Linked DNA regions of Mus musculus: region 2 is linked to region 1. The links are chromatin contacts, called in public HiChIP or PLAC-seq maps. All regions are on one chromosome and are shown on one strand. The core of a region is the stretch at or near the end of the contact, and the rest is flanking DNA. Distances in the headings are between cores, read along the strand shown. Region 1 overlaps Arhgap31 (Rho GTPase activating protein 31). Region 2 has its middle 4.7 kb from the start of Igsf11.

What was found. HiChIP or PLAC-seq counts read pairs in DNA pulled down with a chosen protein or histone mark.
Region 2: an H3K27ac HiChIP or PLAC-seq map of extraembryonic endoderm stem cells shows a contact between it and region 1. The contact joins two enhancer-like sites. A contact is called at or near these places in 6 of 484 Hi-C or Micro-C datasets (epidermal suprabasal cells, extraembryonic endoderm stem cells, gonadal supporting cells and 3 more), 1 of 115 datasets of contacts at active chromatin or transcription factors (extraembryonic endoderm stem cells) and 1 of 9 other capture datasets (adipose tissue).

Annotation. Positions count from the first base shown.
Region 1 is chr16:38,651,564-38,655,078 of GRCm38.p6, reverse strand. The region is part of intron 1 of Arhgap31 (Rho GTPase activating protein 31); the gene reads left to right. Gm36482 (a long non-coding RNA gene) reads right to left here. Exons shown (of 6, transcript XR_003951954.1): 5 at 3,088-3,515; 6 at 2,586-2,741. Among named protein-coding and RNA genes, the nearest start is that of Gm36482, 38 kb to the right of the region's middle. Within about 2 kb of position 1,523, at least 100 of the 459 cell types and tissues checked have an H3K27ac peak or open chromatin away from gene starts, as enhancers often do. A contact at or near this core is called in extraembryonic endoderm stem cells, where this site is marked.
Region 2 is chr16:38,895,937-38,899,451 of GRCm38.p6, reverse strand. It overlaps a transcript of Igsf11 not described here. Among named protein-coding and RNA genes, the nearest start is that of Igsf11, 4.7 kb to the left of the region's middle. Within about 2 kb of position 1,676, at least 18 of the 459 cell types and tissues checked have an H3K27ac peak or open chromatin away from gene starts, as enhancers often do. A contact at or near this core is called in extraembryonic endoderm stem cells, where this site is marked.

The sequences.
Region 1 (3,515 bases), core at 274-2,773:
CTATGCACAGAATAGGCACCAAGAAGGTCTGGATGGGTAAATCTACCTGGGAGCTATAGAAGAGGGTGGGTTATGACCTCGGTTTGTCTCATGCAGAGACCCGAACAGCGACCTCTTTTCCCTTGCTCTGTCTCCTTCTCAGATGCTTAGAGACAATTACTGAAGTTCGCCAAGTAGGATCAGCACACGGTTGCAAATCACAAGACAAACGTCAGGGACTTCTTATCTTGAGTCAGATCATAAAAGCTATCAGGCCTTGTCCATCTCTCATATGTGGTCACTTAAAGGCCCTTTGCCTACTCTCCCTAGGCCAGCTCTTGTAGGTAGAGAGTGGGTCACACCTCCTGGCTCCTGACCAGTCAATCCCCTTGATCTTCCATTGGGCCCTCGGCCTGAGAATCTGCCCCATCTTCCCTGGAGCTGATGGCCAAGAATGTCTCTCAGATCTCCTCTGCAGTCCTCAGTATTCTTTCACAGCACCTAGCCTGAGGACACTCCCTCCCAGCTGTGACCACACCCTTAGAGCCTACTACTTCCATCTCTGTGCAGGAAATTTAAGCCTTGGACAATCCTTTGCAAGCCTACACCCTCTTCAAACAGGAATCACCAGATCCTTACAAAAATAAACGAACCTCCTCTCCTCTTTGCATGGGATCAGAAGATTGCATATTTACAGAGGGGAGGCAGTCTCTGGCAGCCCGCTCCCTTTCCTCTGCAGAAAGATGTCATTAAATCCAATGACTCTGGCCCACAGCTACAGAACGAACAAGGGCTCTGCCTGACATTTTTGCTCTACCCGATATTTAGCTGCCATGTAATTGAACTAACCTGCCTGCAAGCTGATGCCATGTGCAGCGTACTAAGGTACAACTTTGAGTCACACAGGAGTCTGGCCCATCGCTCTACTTGTGGGGGATCAGATAAACATGATTAATTTGACTTGACCACTAAGGGAGAGTCTTAAGTTTGAACACCCTGAATTACATCTGCCATCAAAGTGTGTGTTAGCTTGGTCACAGAGAAGCCTACTGGGTAGTTAAGCCTTAATTCTGAAAATTAGAGAGAAAGGAGATCTGAAGCACTTGGCACACGACTCTTGCCGTGGTTCAGTCTCTCTCCAGCTCCGGGCTTCGCTGCTGTTGAGCTGGGTGGCCGTGGATGGAGCCCTGAACGTCCTGGGGCCTCAGGTTGCCTGGCACCGAGTCAGGCGTGTTTAACCAAGTCCCTTCCAAGTCATAAGCTTTCAGCCTTAATCCCAGACATATCTGGCAAAAATCATGTCTGAAGATAGCACTGACGTGGGAGGAGGGAGCAGACCAGGGGCTCTCAGTGTGGGCCTCTGGTTGGGTCTTCAGAGGATGGGACTGATGTTTGAGCTGCTAATCTTCGGGACAGAAGCCTGAATGTCACCGTGCCTTGTGGTTTTAACAAACCACAGATTGCTGTGAGTGTTTGCCTGGCTTTCCATGAGAGATAAAAGCCCTGTCTGCTGAGGTGCAGGGGAGGCCCCTCTGCAGGAACACAGTGTGAGAACCAGTTTGTGATACGGAAAGGGGGAGGGGCACCGGCTGCAGAGTCCACCCTTAGAGCTCAGTTCCGTTCCCCCGGGGGCCACAAAGCCAAGACTTAAATGACTCAGGCTCTCATGATCCGCATCATAAGCGAAGGCCTTGACTCTTCAGAGGTGTGCAGGGATTGGAGTTGCTTTGAAAACGACTTTCTCTGAAGTGGATGGACTAGTCTTAGGGTTGGCGTCTCTCGCATAGGTTTTAAAGACCATAGTCTCAGTATCTGCTGGGGTGTTTTCCAGTCTGGGAAAGGGGTGACAAGGTCTTCAGGGTCCCACATGTAAGTAGAGAGAGTGATGTCGAGGAAAGGATGGAGATTCTGCTATCTCACGCACGGGCAGATCTGTGTCTTCAAAAGCTTGGTGTAGCAACTGACCCACTCCTCCTTTCACGCCAAACATGCATACATACATGCATACATACATACATACATACATACATACACACACACACACACACACACACACACACACACATACACACATACATACATACATACATACATACATACATACATACTAATACACACACACACACATTATTGATCTTTCTCCAAGAGTGTTCCTAACACCTTTCAGGGAACTCTTTCTGAGTTTGTTTTCTGTCAGCTCCCGGGAGACCCTTTTGTACATTAATATGGAGACCCTCCCCTAGGCTGTTCTTCTAAGACGCTGGTTCTTGACAGAACTCCCTGCCTCTTATAAGCTGTTGGGAATAGCTCCTGCCGCAAGCCCCACCTAAGTCCCGTGGTAAACTGTGTGGCTGTGGACACATCTCTTACATCACAGACACTGAAGCACTTTCATTGCTAACTAATACAGAGGATGCGATTGGATGACTCTTATTCTTACATCCATCTGTAGGTTTTTTGGGGTTTTTTTGTTTTTGTTTTTTGTTGTTGTTGTTGTTGTTGTTTTGTCTACTAATTACTTACAATCCTTGTACAATGACAATTTTTAATTTTTAAATAATTACTTACAATCCTTGTACAATGACAATTTTTTATTTTTAAATTACATTTTATTTATTTGCTTGAGGCTTGGAGGGTTTGAAGGTCAGAGGACACCTTGTGGTAGTTGGTTCTGTGCCTTCAATCATTGCAGGCCCGAGGATGGAACTTCGGTCGTCAGGGTTGATAGCAGGTGCCTTTACCCACTGAGCCAACCGGCCATCCTCAAAGAATAAATTTTTTTAAAATATTAAATAAAATAAGTGTATAAAGCAGCCAGTGTTTTCAGTCACTAGACAAGCTTGTGCAAGACATAAATCGCCTGAAAAGGGTTACATGCGGCAGGATGTGCTCTTGTTTTTAGCAGGAAAAAGAAGCCTTGTAACAACAGGAAGCACTGGGAGGCCTCAGTACCAAGGGCTTCCAAGCAAAGCTGTTCTGGAAACAATGGCTGCCTGTGGCTCAGGAATATCAGGCAGGAAATGAAAAGATGCTGGGGTGGGGGTGGGAGCACAGAGGAGCTGACAAACTGCTACCTGGAGGTTCTTCATATGGCCTTAGCCTACTCACCAGAATGAAGTCGCATTCTCCGAATTCTCCCCATCCCCCATTGGCAAACCCACCCGATGTTAGAAAAGACTACTGCCGTGGCTGGAGCCCACGGAGCCCACGGAGCCACGGATCTGGAAACCATTAGGAAACTGTACCGCCCAGGAAACCAGAGGGTACAATGAGCAGGAGGACCATACGGTGACATCAGTAGAGGGCAGGGCCATAGATGAACTGAGAACCATGTACAGCTAAGTCCCTGGAGAATTCTGACTTTGGCAGAGTAAATATAGCGTCGGGGTTAATCAGAGTCCAGCCATACCAAAGCAGATACATTTAAACCTTCTGAGGTTGAGGCTTATGTTTTATTTAACGAAAATTTCCGTTCCCTACGGGTGGGGTGAGTTGGCGAGTCATGAGGAATGCAAATGAGAAACAAAAACAAAACA
Region 2 (3,515 bases), core at 427-2,926, 240 kb before region 1:
AGGTAGAAAAAGAAGCTATGGAGTGATCAACACAACTCAGGACCATCCAACTTTGCCTTGTCATAACCTGGAATTTAAATGACAAATAAAAATTTTTTTCAGTTAAATAGATAATCTAGTTGCCTGTGCTTAAAAGTCCTGATAAAGCAAGTCGCTGGCTACACTCATTACACAAATGCAGCAAATATTAACTAAGCAGAAATGCCGTGTCAGGGCACTGGGTTGAAGGTTAAACAAAAACCATGTGGAGTAATTCCTGACCCCAGACAAATGCCACTTGTACCTGGACTATATCTGTGCTATCACGACTCATCAATGAATAGCCTCTTTGTCACCACAGCAAGTTACTGTCCCCCAGACAGGAGCCAGTGAGTCACTAGGACACAATGCTAGCCGTTTGGTGGAGGAGCCTTTGTAAAAGAAAAGGCTAGAAGGAGGGACAGTCGAGTGTCTGGGAGACACAGAAGCACAGAGGTCAGCTGGGGATAGTGGACTCAAGGAACAGGCAGGAGAACTAGGAGGTCACAAGCTGGACTCAAAGGCTCTCAGCTATTCACTCCTCCAGGAACAGGCAAGGTGTGATCTTTAATTCACAGAAACACCAGCACCGTCGTCGTGGGCTACATTTTTACTGAGGATAAATCTCACCATGCTCTTTTATCCTAATCTGCCTATAACCACGGTAGGATTTCTTTAAATCCCTTAAGTATTCCTAGCGAGAAAGCAACAGACACATCAGACATTTGTACAGTGCTTTATGTTTCAAAGTGATTCTGCATATGCTATCTGGTGTGATCATCACAGCAACGCCAGGGGGTAGGGAAGGTGCTTACTACAACCCCTCGTTCATACAGGACGATACCGGGTCTCAAGGGAATCAAAGATGCTTCGGGGACTGCAAATACCAGGTGTCTTAGTCAGAGTTTCTATTCCTACACAAACATCATGACCAAGAAGCAAGTTGGGGAGGAAAGGGTTTATTCGGCGTACACTTCCACATTGCTGTTCATCACTAAAGGGAGTCAGGACTGGAACTCAAGCAGGTCAGGAAGCAGGAGCTGATGCAGAGGCCATGTTTCTTACTGGCTTGCTTCCCCTGGTTTGCTCAGCTTGCTCTCTTATGGAACCCAAGACTGCCAGCCCAGGGTTTGCACCACCTACCATGGGCCCGCTTGATCACCAACAGAGAAAATGCCCCACAGCTGGCTGTCATGGAAGCACTTCCCCAACTGAAGCTCCTTTCTCTGTGATAACTCCAGCCTGTGTCAAGCTGACACACAAAACCAGCCAGTACACCAGGTAGAACGAGAACCAAGACTTCTAACATGTTCCCTATAGCTTTCCCAACTACATTAGGAAGTCATTTAAAGACATCATGACATCTTAACGCTAGTCTGAAGAAGTTATCTCCCCAGTATTTAATCCCTCTCCACAATACCACAATCCCCACTCCCACCCACCTCCTGTTGTCTGACAAAACTTTTCTTGAGGAGATAGAACACATTCTTCTTCTATTCACTGCAGATAGGGAGCACACAACAGAGCAAAGTACGGATACCACCAAAGTCCAATTTTGTGAACTAATGAGTTTTACTGGGTTACTTACAGGAATATAGCTGAGGGGTTGTGTACAGAAATGACTCAGTGACAGCTCTATCACCAAACTCCACCCCATCGACGGTGACTACAATTCACAAAGCTGGGAACCTTGGGGCACACTGCTCAGCTCAACAGGCTGGGAGTGTCCTTTCCACATGCCTCAGTTTGCCTACCTCTCTTCCAGGCAGCTCTTGGCAGCTGGGCTCTGTTTACTCTGGAGTGAGGGGCGGAGTGCATCTGGTCAGTTTCACAGAGTTCTTGAGGCTGTTTCCCCCAACCCCCTCTGGTTGTTTACTCCCTACTTAGGGAGTTCCCCTGCCTGAGAGAATGATTTGATCCTGGAGGAGACTGTTACAGAACACCCACACTTCAGTAGCAAGCAGTACCAACTGGATGGGTCTGTGCTAAGGCAATTGTAGCCTGCCTAAGAAAGAGATGGAGGTGAGATAGGCTGAGGAAAGGCACCCCAACCAAAGACTCTACTGTGGTTATATCAGCCTTTATGACTCAAAACATAGATGGCATGAAAATGGATTCAATCTCTACTTATCCAAGTTTAAATTTAACACTAGACAAACTTTTCAATACATCAAAATGCAGGGCCATCTCTTTCCAGGATCAGTTCATTCGTATTCAAGAATAGGAAATTAATTTTATTTATTGGCATAGGAGAAATATAATTAAGAATGAAAAAAAGATAGAATTATAAAGCTTTCTAAAGCTATATATAAACTATTTTGAATTAGATATTTTAAAGTATCAACATCACAGATCCATTGATGTGCATACATTAAATATTAATTGCATTTAAACTTGGAGGGTTTGTATTTGTGTAGTGTTCTGTACTTATGTTATTTTAAGGCTAGTAAGGAGCTGTTTGGGCCACTTATTCTGTAATTATTTCGACCAGCTGCTTAGTGCCTTAGTTGTCTACAGTCAGGGTTGATCCTTTTAAAGATAAAATAAGAGGAATCCTCCTCACCTTATGAAGTCAGGAAAAATCTCTAAAATAAAATAATAATCTCTAAAAATCTCTAAAATCTCTAAATAATAAAATTTCTAAAATATAAAATTTCTAATAATAGAAAAGAAAATGATGGAACCATCCCAGCATAACAGCAAGAAAGCCAACAAGTGTCCCTCCCTTGTATGCTGACCTAGAGCATTTAGCATTTCCAAGGTTGTCCTCAGAATTGAGAGTATTTGTAACCTACCTATACTAGCTATACCAATAGCTTAAATCTCTTACATCTGCTTCTACACACACAGAGACACACACAGACGCAGACACACACACACAGACACACACACACCCTGCAACTCTTACTGACAGGATTTACACAAAACAGAGTAGAAATCTCTATCTCCTTCTGAATGTCTGCTCCCTCTCATCATTGTGATGCTGAAAATAGAAATATCTACAGCATCTGTATCCATTGGAAAACCCCAGCCATTTGCTTTAAAATCTTTCCATCATGAACACATTAGTATTTAAATAAAGTCACTTTTTGTACTCAACTCAGAATGCTTCTGAATTCTTCCCAATGGCAATTTTTAAATGGCCTCGGTGACTTTTGGGGACTTAACAAGAAAAACACCTTCAGTAGCATCTTACATGTCACATAAAATTTACCACAGTCTCTCTGCTACGAGAAATTCTTTTTATTAATATTCTGCAAAGTCTCCACCACTTTTCTCCAAGCTGATGGGCTTCAAACTCATTACTTACTTTTATATATTGGGCTATTTTGGAGATCAAATCTCTCTTTTCAAATTCTGATGGATTTTTTTTCACAATTGAAAGCATAATTTCGACTATTGTATCTAGCAACAAAGACTAGAAATCTCAACTTACAAGAAAACATGAAGCTATAAAAGCCTTAAATAAACTGATGAGCCCTCAACAAAATATACAG